Regions from separate parts of the Mus musculus genome. Here all the other regions are linked to region 2. Evidence: chromatin contacts called from public Hi-C and HiChIP or PLAC-seq data. All regions are on one chromosome and are shown on one strand. Each heading gives the region's core, a stretch centred on a gene start, on an enhancer-like site or on the middle of the called end of the contact. The rest is flanking DNA. Distances are from core to core; before and after follow the strand shown. Region 1 holds the start of Per3 (period circadian clock 3). Region 2 holds the start of Slc45a1 (solute carrier family 45, member 1). Region 3 overlaps Rere (arginine glutamic acid dipeptide (RE) repeats).

Evidence for each region. Hi-C and Micro-C count contacts between places; a contact is called where the count stands out from the background. HiChIP or PLAC-seq counts read pairs in DNA pulled down with a chosen protein or histone mark.
Region 1: an H3K4me3 HiChIP or PLAC-seq map of embryonic stem cells shows a contact between it and region 2, with 10 read pairs. The contact joins the promoter of Per3 here to the promoter of Slc45a1 in region 2. A contact is called at or near these places in 4 of 39 promoter capture datasets (the 3T3-L1 cell line, erythroid cells, hippocampal neurons and 1 more), 2 of 484 Hi-C or Micro-C datasets (cortical neurons and nephron progenitors), 5 of 115 datasets of contacts at active chromatin or transcription factors (craniofacial prominence, embryonic forebrain, embryonic stem cells and 1 more) and 2 of 9 other capture datasets (adipose tissue and embryonic stem cells).
Region 3: a Hi-C map of the N1E-115 cell line shows a contact between it and region 2, with 4 times the contacts expected there. The contact joins the enhancer-like site here to the promoter of Slc45a1 in region 2. A contact is called at or near these places in 4 of 39 promoter capture datasets (the C10 cell line, hippocampal neurons, pre-B cells and 1 more), 2 of 15 datasets of contacts at CTCF or cohesin (embryonic stem cells and pro-B cells), 8 of 484 Hi-C or Micro-C datasets (the Ba/F3 cell line, the N1E-115 cell line, cortical neurons and 3 more), 1 of 115 datasets of contacts at active chromatin or transcription factors (embryonic stem cells) and 3 of 9 other capture datasets (embryonic stem cells, liver and macrophages).

The regions. Positions count from the first base shown.
Region 1 is chr4:151,042,912-151,045,982 of GRCm38.p6, reverse strand. Per3 (period circadian clock 3) reads left to right here and starts at 1,318. Exons shown (of 21, transcript NM_011067.3): 1 at 1,318-1,875; 2 at 2,279-2,424. The coding sequence starts at 1,751. Gm38529 reads right to left here and starts at 1,130. Exons shown (of 2, transcript XM_017320565.2): 1 at 955-1,130.
Region 2 is chr4:150,650,470-150,653,499 of GRCm38.p6, reverse strand. Slc45a1 (solute carrier family 45, member 1) reads left to right here and starts at 1,326. Exons shown (of 9, transcript NM_173774.3): 1 at 1,326-1,473.
Region 3 is chr4:150,351,229-150,354,428 of GRCm38.p6, reverse strand. The region is part of intron 1 of Rere (arginine glutamic acid dipeptide (RE) repeats); the gene reads right to left. Among named protein-coding and RNA genes, the nearest start is that of Rere, 71 kb to the right of the region's middle. Within about 2 kb of position 1,443, at least 17 of the 459 cell types and tissues checked have an H3K27ac peak or open chromatin away from gene starts, as enhancers often do. A contact at or near this core is called in the N1E-115 cell line, where this site is marked.

The DNA.
Region 1 (3,071 bases), core at 69-2,568, 390 kb before region 2:
CCAGCCTGTTCCCTGGGGCTCTTGCCTCCTTCCTCTGTCCTTCCCATTCCTACCAGTTTATGTCCTACCAGCATCTTAGGCTTTCTTGACTTTGAGGCATCATCCATGTGTTGTATGTTGAGTATGAGAGAATTTGGTTCTGTCCTCAGTACAATAATCCCTGCCCACATGTGCACCCAATGGTCGTACAATGAATGTTTCTTGAAGAACTCAGGAGTAGAGTAATCCAGTGTGGAGAAAGACTTTTTTTAAAAATCGGTCATTTGCCCAATATGAAATGTGGATACTTGCTCTCTGGCATTTTCCCCTTCTCCTTTGGCCTGAACACTTTCATTCATCCAACAAATACTTAGTGTATTTTTTTAAAGATCTTATTATTTATGTGGTGTATGTCTGGATAGCGTATGCTCACTGTGCAGGTGTCTTGATGGATGAGGGCATTGGATCTCCTATAACTGGAATTACAGGCACTTTGTGAGACACTGATAGAAGATGCCTGGGAACCATCCAAAGGAAGAGCAGTAGGTGCTTAACTCTCAAGTGCTGTGCCATCTCTCCACCCACTACCGAGTGTGTTCTTGATGTACCCAGGCAGCAGAAGGCTGGAGCTCTGCCCTGTACCTTTCGTTTCTGAAGGGTAGAGACAGTTATGTAAAAGGAGCATCCTGGCTGTTTCCTCGAAAACAGAGCGTCGCTTACAATACTATCTAACTCCTGTTGCCAAATGAACCTGTAACTCGAGGGCAGCCAAGGACCTTACCTTGTACCATTAAACTTGTATTTCTGAAAATACGGTTGGATTCTACCTGGGTTCACTCACCTATATTGGCGGGTGGGAGAAAGCAGCAAGTTTTGGAAAGATGAAAACAATGGGAACCCCAAAGCACTGCATTCCTGGGATACCGGGGAGCCCCAGAGGCCTGCGGACTCACAAGCGCCACCGGGTCCACTTACCTGTTGGCTGCGCGGACCCCGCCCTCCCGTGACTGACAGCCCCAAGGCCACGCCTCCGGGAAGCCCGGCAGTAGACTTGCGCGGCCCGGCCCTGTTGTCTTCCAGGCCACTCCACTTGGCCAGGATTGGCCGAGAGCCGCCCTCGCCCGACCCGCGCGTTATGTAAGGTACTCGGGGGCCTTTGCACCCGCCCACCCGCCCGCGGTTATGTAACCCCCGCCGTGCACGACCTGCACCCCGCCCTCTGACCAATGGGAGCTCGTGTTGCCGGTAACAGCGACCAATCGCGCGGCGAAGGGGCGGGACCGGATCCCTGGCGCGCAGGGGGCGGGGCCGGCGGCCACTGGGCACGCGGACGGCCTCGAGACTGGACTGCCCGCGGGTGGGCGAGGCTCTGCGGGGCGGCGGCGAGTTGCTCGGCTGGCGGGACGCCTGCGAGCCCGCACGGCCGGGCGCTGCTGCCCCTGCCTTCTGCCCGGTCACGCCGGACGTTGCTCTCTGAGGTGTTTCTCGATGCTCGCCGGCTTCCCAGCAAGGACGGTGGAAAAGTTGTTGCAGGCTGACCGCGCTCCCTGAGAGCCCCGCTGGTGGTCCGTCCAGCCAGCTTCCGCCATCGAGCTGTCGCTGTAGCTCGTCACCCCAGCAGAGTCTGTGGAAATGCTGAGGAGAAAAGTGCCCCTCAGATGAGCGTGGTCGGCGACCAGTCTTTCCCGAAGGCGATGGCAGGGACCAAAACAAGCCGGGTTTGGTTGCTAGCTGCAAACTGAGAGAAGCAGGCTGAGGGCTGCCAGGCGGGATGGATCCCTGTGGAGACCCGGCAGTACCTGGTGGCGACTGTCCCCAGACTAGGGGACCGGGGCTCCAGGGGGCGTCTGGCCAGGAGGGTCCTCTGCAGGGCACTTGCGTGGACAGCAGCCACAGGTGACGCTAGGAAGTCTCCCCACCACCCTCTGTGTTTATTGTCCTTCCCTGGAGCAGGGAAAGCAGGATTTACAACTTTTTATTGTATTTTTGATCCCGGGGACGCGGTAGGGGGGGGAGGCGACCTGAAAGGGAACTTCCAAATAGTTCGGTGAGGATTGATGGGAGGGGGAATGTTACTAAACTAAATTACCAGAGTACGGAAAGAAAGAGGAAAGTGGTTAAAGAATTTGACGGAGTTGGGACTGAAGGGAGAATGAAAGTGTAGAATGTCCCCTACCTGGAAGAGAAAGGGCATTAAACCTGTGACCTGGGCTAGTTGAGGTGGCCAGACATCCCTAAAAATCAGATATTCCTTGAGTGTCCACCATTACGGTTTCTTGTTTGTTTTTTTCCTATTCAGTGAACACGAAGACCGAAACAGAATGTCTGAAGAGCTTATAATGGTTGTCCAAGAAATGAAAAAGTATTTCCCAGCCGAGAGGCACACTAAGCCCAGTACCCTAGATGCTCTTAACTATGCCCTGCGCTGTGTACACAGTGTGCAAGGTAAATGCATTGCAGCGAATAGGGTGGCGCTGGGCTCAGTCCTCATGTGCAGTGGAACTCCAGCCTCCAGAGGCTTGGGCTTTATTTGTAGCCAAGACAAGCAAGTCTAAAGCTGATGTAAGTGGTGCTTTAGGCTTTCCAAGTTTGAAAAGCCAGCAGAACGTTATTTGTCTGACAGTTTAGTAACTGTGCAATATTGTGCCTATCTGTTGCAAGAGTAAAGAGTTGAGCAGTTTAAGTAAAACTCAGAGGACTTTTTCAAGGAGCATTGCCTTCCATGGAGATTACACGAGCAAATACATGTCTGGGTTGTTTTTTTCTGTCATGCACACACTTTGGAAATGCAGTTGTAGTATATACAAAATAGACTAAATCAAAGAACAAATGTTTTTCCTTCCCCCAGCAGAAACCGCTTTGCTCAGTCTGTGATCAATAGTTTGTGAATTCTAGTGTTTCCTCCATTAAAAAAATATATGTGTGTATCTGGACTTTGATTTTATTAACTAGCTTTAGAACTTCTAGTGAATCTTGCTCCTTGTAACCCAGAGCAGGCAGGATTCATAAAACTCATAGTCTTGAGTTTGCATACCTAACCTTGCATTCCTAACCATATCCTTGATGCAAACAAAAAAATCACCTGGTTTTGA
Region 2 (3,030 bases), core at 77-2,576:
CCCTATCTACCTGCTTTCTTGTTTGCTGGAGTTGCTGGAGATCGTAAATATTGATTATCAACCCCATGGCATCTGGTCTCTCCTAAGAAGCATCACCGTGTTTACCTGGCCGCTTCATTAAGTATGTAAGACCCACACTGAATGTGGGCTGCACCATCCCATGGCTGGGGGCCTGGACTGCATGCAAAGGAGCCTTCATCTCTCTCTCTCTCTGCTTCCAGATCGTGGGTGTGGTGTGGGTAGCGCCTCACCCTCCCGCCCCTACGCTGTTCTCTAGAACGAGAGGCCAGAATAAGCCCTCTCCCTGGAGTTGTTTCTTGTGTTTGTGTTTAGTCACAGCCAACATAGGTGTCCTCTTCCCTTACAAAAATGTTGCTAGGCAAGTAAAGACTGCATGCCTGCACACATGTATGCCCTGTGCAGAAGCTGAACTAAGACTCTCAGTGACATGCAACTACACAGTCAACTTCAGCCACAGTCACTGGTGGGCAGCAGAGTCCCGGGAGAGTCACCATAATCTCTCTACCTTAGCAGTTTCATCTGAAATTGTATGTATTCTGAGGGAGTTGTGTGTTCTGACACACCATTGGCATGCTTTACTGTGAATATGCGCAGTGGTGGGTGTGTGTCACAGATGCTATGGGGAGGATCAGAGGGCACATTACTGGAGTTGAATCTGTCCTTCCACCTTTAGTGGGTTCCAGGGACTGAATTCAGATCTCCAGACTTGCTTGGCAAGGCTTGTTACCACTGAGTCATCTCTCCAGCACCTACGTATTTATTTTATTTATCCTATTTAATGTGTATATTCCTCTCTAGCCTGTCAACCCTGAGGTCGGAAAGGTTTCCCCCTCTCTTCCTTACATCAAGGGGTCTAGAATAAAGCCTGGCATAGCCCGGCCACCTGATGGATCTGTGGCCAGAATAATGAGTGTAATACTTTGGGGGATTGGTTTAGTGCAATGGGCACAATTTTAGGGGGTACGTGTTTATCTATAAACATATGCACGGCTATTTACTTAGAATTGAAGACACAAAAATGTATGTATTTCCTTTAAAATGAGAATGAGGAAGAACAGTCACGGGCCCCGGCAAGTGCTTTTATAATACATTCATGACCATGGAAAAACAAACATAAACTATTATATGTCTGTCTTTCTTTTTTCGCTCAGGTTTTTTTGTTTTGTTCTGTTTTTGGAACTGGTCCCACAAAGTCATACTGCCTCCCACTCCTGCATTCTGCCTATAGACCCCGGTTGTCCCCAAAGGTGCGATGGCACAGCCAACCGGCTGCTTTAAGGATGCTCTGCGGGACCTAGCGGCGGGATGCAGCCGTGACGTCACGGCCCCGCCCCACGGGGTGATGCTGCAGCTGCCGCGGCGGGGCCGGGGGCGCCGGGCTAGGACGGAGCTGTACCCCGAAGAACCAGGAACCCAGCCTGGGAAAGGGATGCCTCCCGTCTGGACGTACAGGTACCGGGCGTTTCCTCCTGCGCCCTCTGCCCAGCTCCGCGGCTTGGCGCCGGGAGCAATGCTGCTTAGGCCCCAGGATGATACTAGTGCCCAGGCTGGGGGCTCTAGGCAGGCATGGAGACCTTTGTTCTTCTTGGATGTTTAGTGAATTAAGCTGAGAATGGAACCTCCGGGGGCGCAGCAACCGCAGGCCTAGAGGGAGAAGCAGTCTGGTAAAATTTGCACCCAGCGTCTGCTCTGTTTATTGAGCCCCAGGCCTGTTCCCGGCCACCTGGGCAGGTGTCATCAGCTTCCGGTTCACCTCCTCCCTGAGGCTGAGTCCTCTGGATGGTCAGGGGCCTTTGTAAAACATCTCCTGGGATGTCTGGGTTATGGGGAACAGCACCCTGTCATTACCTCTGTCCTGAGTCATATCGCTGAGGGTGTCATGCTAAAGCTGACACTAGAGGCGGGCAAACCTCCCCTTCATTCTCTTCTGGATAATAACCTCTCACGACCCCTGGAGTCGTTAGAACGTTTGTTTTCCTGTTCTTAGGGGGAGGAGAGTCAGGTGCTGATGAAACAAAGTCAGAGTGCTTCTAGTCGGGACTTTGGAGGCAAGTTAGCCCTGAGTAAGGAGTCAAAGTCCCGGAGATGTAGCAGAACTGGGCCCCGATTCAGTGCTCCATCCCCTTAAGAGGTTTGAACTAACAGCTCTGAGAATCTGTAGGAGGTGAAAGAGAACTGACCCTAAGGCAACCCCATGGGTGGAAAGCCCCCTCCCCCCGTTTTTTGTTTGTTTGTTTGTTTCATTTCGTTTTGTTTTGTTTAACAGAAAAGAGAAAAGAAAATGGGTTGATTCCAAGTGAGATACATTTTTTTAAGTATTCAGGTTATTGCATGTTTCTTTTTTGTTAATCAAGTGCTGTTGAAACAGCCCATAACAGGTTAGGGATGGCTCAGTGGATAAAGAAATTGCTGCCCAAGCAAGGGGACCTGAATTTGAATCCCCATGTCCCATTTAAAGCCACCAGTAGTGGTATCGTGTACCTGCAATCCTGGCAGCCCTAGGGCTGGATAGGAAGCAGAGATGGAAATCTCTTGAAGCTCCTGGGTGGGCTAGCCTGGTGTATCCTGCTGCAAGTCAGAGGTTGTGTCTCTAACTGCCCACAGAAAAGTAACTTTAAAAAAATCTGTCACAGTATAAAATTTTGTAAAGCATTTAACATTTTTTTTCTTGATTTTTCAAGACAGGGTTTCTCTGTGTAGCCCTGGCTGTCCTCGAACTCACTCTGTAGACCAGGCTGACCTTGAACTCAGAAATCTGCCTGCCTCTGCCTCCCGAGTGCTGGGATTAAAGGCATGTGCCACCACTGCCCAACTTCAAATGTAATTTTTTATTTTTAAACCTTAATTTTCACGTGTGTGTGTGTGTGTGTGTGTGTGTGTGTGTGTGTGTGTGTGTGTGTGCCAGTACCTGGGAAGCCAGAGAAGTCATCAGATCTCTAGGAGCTGAAGTTACAGGTGATTGCTGTCCACATGATGTGGGTGCTGGGAACCAAGCGTGGGGCCTCTACA
Region 3 (3,200 bases), core at 194-2,693, 300 kb after region 2:
TTGCTGTGTTGGGAACAGGGGAACTAAAGACAAGCCCAAGGTCTCTGGCACACTAAGCCAGCAGCACCCTATCCCTGAACAAAGCCCGGGATTTTCACAAAGTATTATTTGCTCTAAAACTGGACTTAGAACCGGTTGTGACTGTCGTGAGGGTGCTAGGGACCCAACCTCCATACTCTGGAAGAGCGGCAAATGTCAATAACCACTGAGCCATCTCCACGACAGATTTTCTTTGTTTTTAAGAAGGGGGAAAAACTGCTTAAGCAGGTAAGATTTAAGAAAATAAGCCGGGCGTGGTGGCGCACGCCTTTAATCCCAGCACTCGGGAGGCAGAGGCAGGCGGATTTCTGAGTTCGAGGCCAGCCTGGTCTACAAAGTGAGTTCCAGGACAGCCAGGGCTATAAAGAGAAACCCTGTCTCGAAAAACAAAAAAAAAAAAAAAAAAAATGAGAAAAAGGTTAGAAGTATCACGGGGTTAGAACTATTATTCAACAAATAAAACTCAACTACTTTTTTTAAAAAAGTAGCAATAACCTATTAGGAACTGAGAAAAATAATTAGTATTAGTGATATTCTTATAAGCAAAATTTCCTACTGTTTGCCTCAAACTTAACATGGCACATAACTTCCACTCTTCCCCACCTCCCCCATAAGTAATTATTTATTGGTCCTGCATTTTAAAGATCTCGTTCCACTTTCTCTGTAGGGCCATCGTCGTGACTCAGTTCACAATTTCATCATCTGCCTGGTGCCTACTCCTACCATAATTAAATGACTCAAATAGGACAAATGTATTATCTCACAGTCCGGACAATAAAAGCCTGACATTAAGATACCCACAAGACTGGTGATTTCTGAGGCTGTGAGAGCACATCTGCTTATAGGCCGTCAGCCGCCCTCCTTGGCTTTGTGATTCTTAGGCAGATATCTGGGACACAGTTAGCAATTATTTATAGTATCATCATCACCAGCAACAGCTACATTTTTAAAATAATGTAATTTTTTAATTGTATGTGTATGTTTTGCCTGTGTGCATGTCTACGTACCACATCAGCGCCTAATGCCCAGAAGAAGAATGGCAGAAGAAGGCATCAGGCCCCTGGAACTGGAGTTAATAGATAGTTGTAAACTGCCAAGTGAGTGCTGGGAATTCCACCCAGATCCTCTGAAAGAATGGCCAGAGCTCTTACCCACTGGGGCATCTCTCCCTCCTCAACAGTTGATATTTTAAACAGGAAAGGAGAATTAACAGAATTAAGATTTGGCATTAAAAAAATTTTTTTACAGCAAAGCAAAATTTGATATGGCTCTGGGTAAGCAAAAGCAGAGGCAGAAAGACAAGCAAGCATATGTTGAATTGGGCCTTCAAACCCAGAGGACCTACAAGTCTTCTCTTGAACCTTAGAACACTTATTTGGAAATGATCGTTACAGATGCAATTAGCTAAAATGAGGTCACTGGTTGAGTCATACCAAGATGACAGACACTGTACAGAAGGGAGATTTAGACAGAGGTGGACATTAGAAGTAATGACAAAACAGAGAGCCATTAAGAAAATATTGCTAGCCGGGCATGGTGGCACACATGACTAGCCAAATGACTTAATCCCAGCACTCAGGAGGCACAGGCAGGTGGATCTCTGAGTTTGAGGCCAGCCTGGTCTACAGAGTGAGTTCCAGGACAGCCAGGGCTACACAGAGAAATCCTGTCTTGTAAAACAAAAACAAAACAAAAAAACAACAACAAAACAAAAGAAAAAAGAAAAAGAAAATATTGCTATCTAAGAGCTTCACATATAGGGGCTTGAGAGATGGCTCATTGATTAAAAGTATGTGCTGTTCTTGCAGAGGCCCTGGATTGGCACCCACCACCTATATGGCAGCTAGCACATAACCTGTATATCAAGTTCCAGGGATCTGACATTTCTAGTATATGCTGGCACCTGCACACACACAATACACATAAAATCATGGAGAAGGCACTTGTATATACACACAAATAATAAATAAATTCTTAAAGAATTTTACATATAGAACCATACTCCTCTAGGTGAATACTCGCATTATATCCATGTGTCAGTGAGCAAACAAAGAGGCAATGGTGTTAAACCACCTCTGGTCGATGCAGCTACCTAACCGCACAACCAGGATTTAAATTGGCCCTGCATGCCAAAACAAAAGGCTATCTGGCATAATAACTCAAATTATCAGTCAATAGAGGCTTCCATCTTTGACCCTTTACCTACCTATCACAAGCCAACTAGAGTTTTCATTAGATAAAAGGCAGGGTGCTAAGTAAGGAATGTTGATCTGCACTTAGGGCCATCAAATCCTGAAAACACTACATTAAATTATCCTAATGATCAAATTAAGCTATCCATTATCAAAACGGAGGAGAACAGCAAATAAAACTACAAAAAGACAACTCAGAAGAAGAAAACCTAGCAACCTTAGCCTTGGGTTAGCAATAACAATGAATGAACAATTCAGGGCCTGAAAGGGATTTTCCCCAGAAGAAGGCAGCAGTGGTACTGCCTGCAGCTCCGCATAAATTACACGGACTCTGTGTTCTCGCGCCTAAGGACAGCACAGAAACAACCTAAGGAGGTGAGTGAGCTTTCAAGTTGAGGAAGAGTGAATCTAAAGGGGCTTGGGGGAGCTTTAAGTACCAACCAGTTTCTGCCTCCTCCTCCACCACTCCATTAAGTATGTTTCATGATACTACTAAATAAGAGTTCACTTTGATTAAACTACTTTCATAGCCAAATGACTTAAAGCTCCATTAACCCAGACTATACTGGAGGAACTGGTTTTTGTCATAGCCAGGATCAACAGAAGTAACCGTTATTTAAATAAAGTAACTGCCTACTCTTAAGTAAAGCAAGGCGGCTGCCATGAAGCACTTGGTGCCAACAAAGTCTAAAGAGTAGGCTGTGGTTTAAGATGAAACCCAGGAAGAAAAGTCACTCTTCCTATAAAGGACAGTTTGGCTCTTTCAAATAAAAAGGCTTTATTTCTGAGAACACATAAAAATTTGAGACAACCTGCTTTCCAGTTCTGGGAGACTTCTATTACTACACTACACAAACCAACATAACAGAACATCCTGAAAGAGAATCATGTTTTGTTTCCAGCCTGGAGCCCATCTTCCCGGCAACGATGTGCTGATGGCAAATCACCCTGCAGAGCTGCAATGGGCTC